2 separate regions of the Mus musculus genome follow, and region 1 is linked to region 2. Evidence: chromatin contacts called from public HiChIP or PLAC-seq data. All regions are on one chromosome and are shown on one strand. The core of a region is the stretch at or near the end of the contact, and the rest is flanking DNA. Distances in the headings are between cores, read along the strand shown.

Region 1 (3,324 bases), core at 673-3,172, 220 kb after region 2:
ACACAAGACCCATATCAAAAAAGAGAAGAGATGGGCTGGTGCGTAAATGTGCTCTCCATCCTGTCTGACAACCCGAGTTCTGTCCCTGGAGCCCATATGGTGGAAGGAGACAGAACCAGACTAAAACATATTCCAAGCTGGGAAAACCAGTCACACAGGTCAGAGAGAGAGCAGGGGTAGTTTGTGTTACCAGATTAGATAGACTTGCATAAGGAGGGGAATTAAGACCAACTATATTATTTCCTTTGTTTGTTTGTTTATTGGGCCTTCTGCAGAGAGGTCAGAGGACAGCTTGTTCTCTTCTGCCATGCTCTTAGCATTCCAACTCAGGTTGTAGGGTTTAGCAGCAAGTGTCCTTACCTGCTGAGCCATCTTGACAGCCCTCTGTTCTTTTCACTATAAAACTAAGGATGCTTGTTTTTTCTTTACATAGGAGATCTATCAGATGTATAAACGAAGTTGAAGACAGAATAGGGGTACAGACTCTGTGAGTATGAATACAGCCAAGCTGAACACAAGTGAGACCCATACTCCAGCATGGCAGAGGCTAAGGAAAGGCACAGCCCATCAAGAGTTTGGCTGTGAGTGACAGAGTGTTTCAAGAGCAGCATTTCAAGTAGGCACACTGCAAAAACCCTGCAGGCTCAGCGGTAGTGACTCTGACAAAGGGGTGCGGTGGGGCAGGCTGGGGTGGAAGAAAACAGCTTTCTGGGTCTCAGGGGCTTCTGGGTCACAAGAGTTTGCAGGACTCGACAGGATGGTGAGCTTTGTGATCCAGCAGCAAAGGAGGCTGAGAGATAAGGGGAGATTTATCACAAATCGATAACCAAGCTAGCGGAGGCAGGTCAAGCATTTGGACTTTGTCTGCTGACTAAGATGCCTGGCAGGTTAACACAGCAAAAGTGTGTCCAGACTTGGACTATAGAAAGATCACTAGTAAAGCCTGGGGTCACAGGCTCTTAAGCAGCAGATGAGGCCAGCAAGGGTTAGAGTGAACATCAAGCCAGGATAGGCTATATTGCAAGACATAGTCTCAAAAAAAAAAAAAGATAAAAATAAAAGAAAAATTATGGGCTACATGATAGAAACCACCAAGGAGATGCTTATTATAAGATGATGACGATAGACTTAAATATTTGACAGGAAACTCAGAATATCAGCTCTCAAAATCTTTAAAAAGTATATCTTAGTGATGGGCATAGTAGTGCATGCCTTAAGCACTCTCAAGAAAGAGGCAGGAAGATCTATCTCTGTGAAGGTACCCTGGTCTACATACTGAATTCCTGACCAGCTAAGGGTATATAGGGAGACCCTGCCTCAAAAAAGAAAACAAAATGCAAATCTGTTTTCAAGTAAGCTTTCCTGAGAAATTCACATGATTTCATTTTCCTCTCATTTTCCTCGGGAGAGATGGAAAACAAAAGGCACAGGCACAGCCATGACAAGAGTAGGAGAAACAGAGAACCTGCCATTGGGGTATTTAGTCAGTAGACATTTATCCATCAGCTACTATATAAAGGACTTTCTTGATCCTGTTCACTGTGGAATTAAAGAGCAAGACAGAGAAAGAGCACTGGAGACAGAGATATCACACACATTCTTAAAGCTACTGCTACGTTTCTAAAATGTGCTGCCTGCTCATGGTGACACCGTGGCAGAGGGCTGCTGTCCTTCCTGTAGGAACAAACATTTGGAAAACATTTCAGCAGATCTGCTGGCTGGATTGTTCCATATCGCTGCTCCACTCGTGCTGACCTTTATCTCAGCCAGGTTGGAGCCACAGATAACACCTTAAGAGAGATTTGGAAAGCCTGTGTACTCAAAGCAGGGTGTCCAGGGCAGGGCATAGGCAAGCAGAGGGGAAAGCAGTAGGACCATATGGAACGTAGCCAGGGAAGGAAATGAACTAGTAATATTCACAGAGCACTAAGTGATTGTGGTTTAGTTACACAATAGTTCCCTCCAGTTCCAGCAACTGGCTACATGGGGCAGCTTTGAATGCCAAAAGAATTTGCTGTATGAAGTGCAAGCTCTATTCCCAACTGCATGACCTTGGCCAAGCTGTCCTTAATGTTGACATCCATAAAGTGATGGAAGTGATTGCATTGATGGGGAGATCAAACACTACACGTTAAAGTGCACAGTGTAAAGTACGGAGTTGTTACTGCTCTGAATCTCAAGAAGTATAGGAAACCTGAGGTCAGGAAATAGCATATCCTACCAGCAGACTTTCCTCAAGACATTTCTCCTTGGATCTAGCTCGGGAAATCAATGGGGCAATATTTGACTAGTAAGGAGACGTGCCACTTTGAGGAGAACCCCTTTGACTTTCAGCCCAGATACTAGGCAATCCATCTTTATGCTCTTCTGCAGATATTTATGTCAACTTCCGTTTTTATTTGCTTGCTTTCTTTCTCTTTCTTTCTTTCTTTCTTTCTTTCTTTCTTTCCTTCTTTCTTTTTCTGAGACAGGGTTTCTCTGTGTAGCCCTGGCTGTCCTGGAACTCACTTTGTAAACCAGGCTAACCTTGAACTCAGAAATCTGCCTGCCTCTGCTTCCCAATTGCTGGGATTAAAGGCACAAGCTTATTATTGTTCATCTTATGTGAATGAATGCTGTGCCTATGTGTATGTCTGTGCACTACATGTATTCCTGGTGCCTGTAAGCCAGAAGAGGGTTTCGGATCCCAGAAGTTAAAGATGTTTGTAAGATGCTGGGAATTGAACCTGGGTCCTCTGAAAGAGCAACAAGTGCTCCTAATCACTAGCTCTTATTATACAATTTTTAAAAATTCATGTTATTTTAAAGTGTGTGTGTGTGTGTGTATGTGTATGTGTTGCACACGCATGTGTGCATCTTAGTGCAGGTGCCTGCAGAGGCCAGAAGCAGGTATGAGATCGCTGGGAGCTGAAATTATAGGCATTTGTGAGACCTCTGAAGTGGGTACTGGGAACTGGACCCAGGTCCTCTGGAGGAGCAGCGAGTGCTCTTAAGTACATGTCTACAGCCCAGTCCATTGCTTTCTTCCTTAAAATTGGTTTTCTTTCTTTTTTTTAGATTTTTTATTAGATATTTTCTTTATTTACATTTCAAATGCTAGCCCGAAAGTTCCCTATACCCCGCCCCCCCCCAATATTGGTTTTCTTCTCTTTTTCTTTTCTTTTTTTTTTTTTTTTTTTGGTTTTTCGAGACAGGGTTTCTCTGTATAGCCCTGGCTGTTCTGAGACTCACTTTGTAGACCAGGCTAGCCTGAAACTCAGAAATCCGCCTGCCTCTGCCTCCTGTCTCTGTGCTGGGATTAAAGGCGTGTGCCACCACGCCCAG
Region 2 (3,236 bases), core at 581-3,080:
TTCTCTGGCCCAACACGGTGGAAGCTCTGCAAGGGCGCAGAGACAGAATGCGGCAGAAATTGCCCCCGAGTCCCAACTCTCCTTTCCTTGCGACCTTGGGAACAAGACTTAAAGGAGCCTGTGACTTAGAAACTTCTAGTAATGGGTACCTGGGAGTCGTTTGAGTATGGGGCAGTGATTTATTCTCTGTGATGGATGCCAACACGGTTAAACAGAATTTTTAGTTTTTATATGTGTGTGATGCTGCTCCCCCAAATTGTTAACTGTGTAAGAGGGTGGCAAAATAGGGAAAGTGGCATTCACCTATAGTTCCAGCATTCAGGAAGCTGAGGCAGGAGGATTGTAAATTTGAGGCCAGTCTGAGCTGTAAGGTGAGACCCTATTTCAAACAACACAGCCAGAATTGGGTTCTGGTAAATCATACTTAACAAGGGAAAAATGCAAGACGCAAGACCGTGGCAAGGAAATGACGCTTTGCCCAACGAAATGTAGGAAACCAACATAGACTCCCAGTTTGTCCCTCTTTATGTCTGGTCTCCCTAACAACGATCTTTGCTAATGAGAAAAATATTAGAAAAAAATATCCCTGTGCAATTATCACCCAGTCGCCATTATAATGCAATTAAAAGGCCCACAAGAAATCCTGTATACACGACCGTTATTTATTGTATGTAAGTTGCTGAGGAAGAGGAGAAAAAAATAAAGATCATCCATTCCTTCCTGCATCTATCCCTGTTTTTTATGTTGCTGCGTGGCATCTATTCTGAAATATTAAAGTGGGTGCCTGAAGTTTCATAAATTTGAAACTTTAGAGATTACTATATATCTGCACTCGTCATTGTGATCATCCAAAATCGTAATGATTATGGCTCGGCAGCTGTGCTCTTGATTTTTAGCAACTCCCACCCCCACCCCCACCCCCACCCCCACCCCCAACCCCCACCCTGCGTGCAGCAAGTTCATCCTGGCTTATTTTAAATCAACTGAATTCGAGATTAAAATGTGAAAGTTTTGGAGATGAACTACTGAATAAAATGATGTCGGGAAAAAGCATTTATATATTAAAGTCATACAGATCACAGGGAAGGTGGCGCATGTATTTAACCCCCAGCATTGGAAAGATGGAGGCAGGAGGCTCTCTGTGGGTTTGAGGTCAGCCTGATCTAGACAGAGTGCTCCGCAGATAGCCACACAGAGAGAGCCTGCCTTAGAGAAATAAATACCTGATGAAATAGAATTGAATTGAGAGTCCAGAAATTAACCCACTCAGCTATGACCAACTGATTTCAGATAAAGGTCCAAGGTGTACTGAGTCAGCAAACCCTGCTGGGGCAATCTGACATCAGGTGCAAAGAGTGCAGTCCACATGGTGACACCTGCCTGTCCCCTACTCGGGAGGCTGAGACAAGAAGATCAGTAGTAGTTGCAGTAAATCTCCACCCAAATATGCCCTGGCAATGAAAACACAACTCAATTAATATGAATACATGCTGTGCGCCTAGATTGGGCAGATCTACCGCTGCACTACCATCTTCTCCATCTATGAGACCCTTTAGAACTTGCGGTTTCTAAGGTTTGGGGGTATAATTAGCCCCAGGGCTATCCACAACACTGTCCTAGGCGCATTTCCTAAACACGAGCTTATTCATAAGCCCAGCCAGAGGGTTCACATTGCCCACAACACACCCTCCTTTCCTACCACATAACCAAAGCCCAAACTCTAGAACTGGTTCTAACTGGGAATTCTCATGGCATCCCATAGCATATACCCCCTTCTCTGCAGTGAGCAATATGTCCAGTATTTCCTGGAAACCATTGGTACACAAAACTCTGAGTCACCAACACCCGCTGCTCTGTCTACTGAACTGGCTTCCAATGTTAACTAATTCATTTGAGTGTGTGTATTAGTGTGAGTGTGTGTTAGTTACTTTTGCTGTTGTTGTGATTAAAACACCATGACCAAGGGCAACCTAAGGAAGAGAGCGTGTGTATCTTGGCTTATGCCACTGAGAACGAAGCCATCACTGTGGGGTGGAGGCATGGCTTCAAGTGTCAGGCATGACGTGAGGAGCAGGAAGCTGGGAGATCACATCTTTAACAGCGAGTGCCAAGCAGAGAGGGAAACTGGAAGTTAAAGCCCACAAGTGATGTGCTCCCTCAGCCAGGCTGCACTTCCTGAACACCCCAAAACAGCGCCACCTACCTAGAACCGACTTTGAATATCTGAGCCTATGGGGACATTTGTCATTCTAACCACTGTTGTGCACTGTTGTTGCACAGTGAGCCATCTTGCCAGCTCATATTCCACAATTTGTATTTCATTTTACCAATGCTCTCTCTGTAGTAGTGATAATGATGACTGTTCCCTTTTTTGGTTTTGCTTCGTTTTGAGATTTCAGTATTTTTCTCAAGTTTTATTTTAAGTGATGTTAATTACAGCGTTTGAAGGGGAGGAGCTAATTCCACTCAAAATGGAAGACTCTATAATGTACCCATTAAACTGCTAAAAAAAAAATAATAATAATAATGGTAAGTCTACAAGAGGAGTCAGTTTAGACCCCTAGTGTTGTCAGAGTGTGACCACAATCACCTGCCCAGATCAGAGCCAGAGAACCCGGAAGCTATTTCATACTCTGGTGCAATGGGGGGGGGGGGGGGGGGAGAAATTTTAAAAAAACAAAAAGGAGGAAGAAAAACACACACACAACACAAGGAAGAATTAAGTCCTGATTGACTGACTCCATCTTGCCCACCCTCTCCACCCTAAAATGGCACAAAAGAAAATACCACACCTAAAGACTACTTTTGGTGTAAAACAGGTAACTGATGGGCTAGGATGGGAACAGGGTATGATGATCTGTCTAAAAAAATGTTCCTTTCACGAAGGTGTGTACGTACTTCTGAGCAGATAGGATCGGGACACCAGGGTTCAATGCTTGGGAAGTCACAATTTCATCTGGGGACTGGATACAGATTTACAAAGGGTCCACACATTCCCAGCTTCCATTTGCAGCCTGGCATCTCTAGAGGCTCCTCCCCAAGCCCCAACCCACACCTACAGCTAGAAAGGACCCTTTCTGGAATGGGGTTTCTGCTGTACCTCTGAAATGGTAAACACCTTAAAGCTGAGTCATCCTTAGCCTGGAGAGGCATTCATCAACTCTCGCATCCCCAACATACAATATTAAAAGTCCACTAAATTGGTAGCTATGTTGCAAAATAGTTCAAAATTAACG

Evidence for each region. HiChIP or PLAC-seq counts read pairs in DNA pulled down with a chosen protein or histone mark.
Region 1: an HNF4G HiChIP or PLAC-seq map of pancreatic cancer cells shows a contact between it and region 2. The contact joins two enhancer-like sites. A contact is called at or near these places in 3 of 484 Hi-C or Micro-C datasets (the Ba/F3 cell line and the G1E-ER4 cell line), 2 of 115 datasets of contacts at active chromatin or transcription factors (embryonic stem cells and pancreatic cancer cells) and 3 of 9 other capture datasets (adipose tissue, embryonic stem cells and pancreatic islet).

Annotation. Positions count from the first base shown.
Region 1 is chr6:122,780,504-122,783,827 of GRCm38.p6, forward strand. It overlaps a transcript of Slc2a3 not described here. Among named protein-coding and RNA genes, the nearest start is that of Foxj2, 38 kb to the right of the region's middle. Within about 2 kb of position 1,923, at least 25 of the 459 cell types and tissues checked have an H3K27ac peak or open chromatin away from gene starts, as enhancers often do. A contact at or near this core is called in pancreatic cancer cells, where this site is marked.
Region 2 is chr6:122,563,456-122,566,691 of GRCm38.p6, forward strand. It overlaps Aicda (activation-induced cytidine deaminase), which reads left to right. Exons shown (of 5, transcript NM_009645.2): 5 at 1-725. It also overlaps the pseudogene Gm8459. Among named protein-coding and RNA genes, the nearest start is that of Aicda, 11 kb to the left of the region's middle. Within about 2 kb of position 1,831, at least 26 of the 459 cell types and tissues checked have an H3K27ac peak or open chromatin away from gene starts, as enhancers often do. A contact at or near this core is called in pancreatic cancer cells, where this site is marked.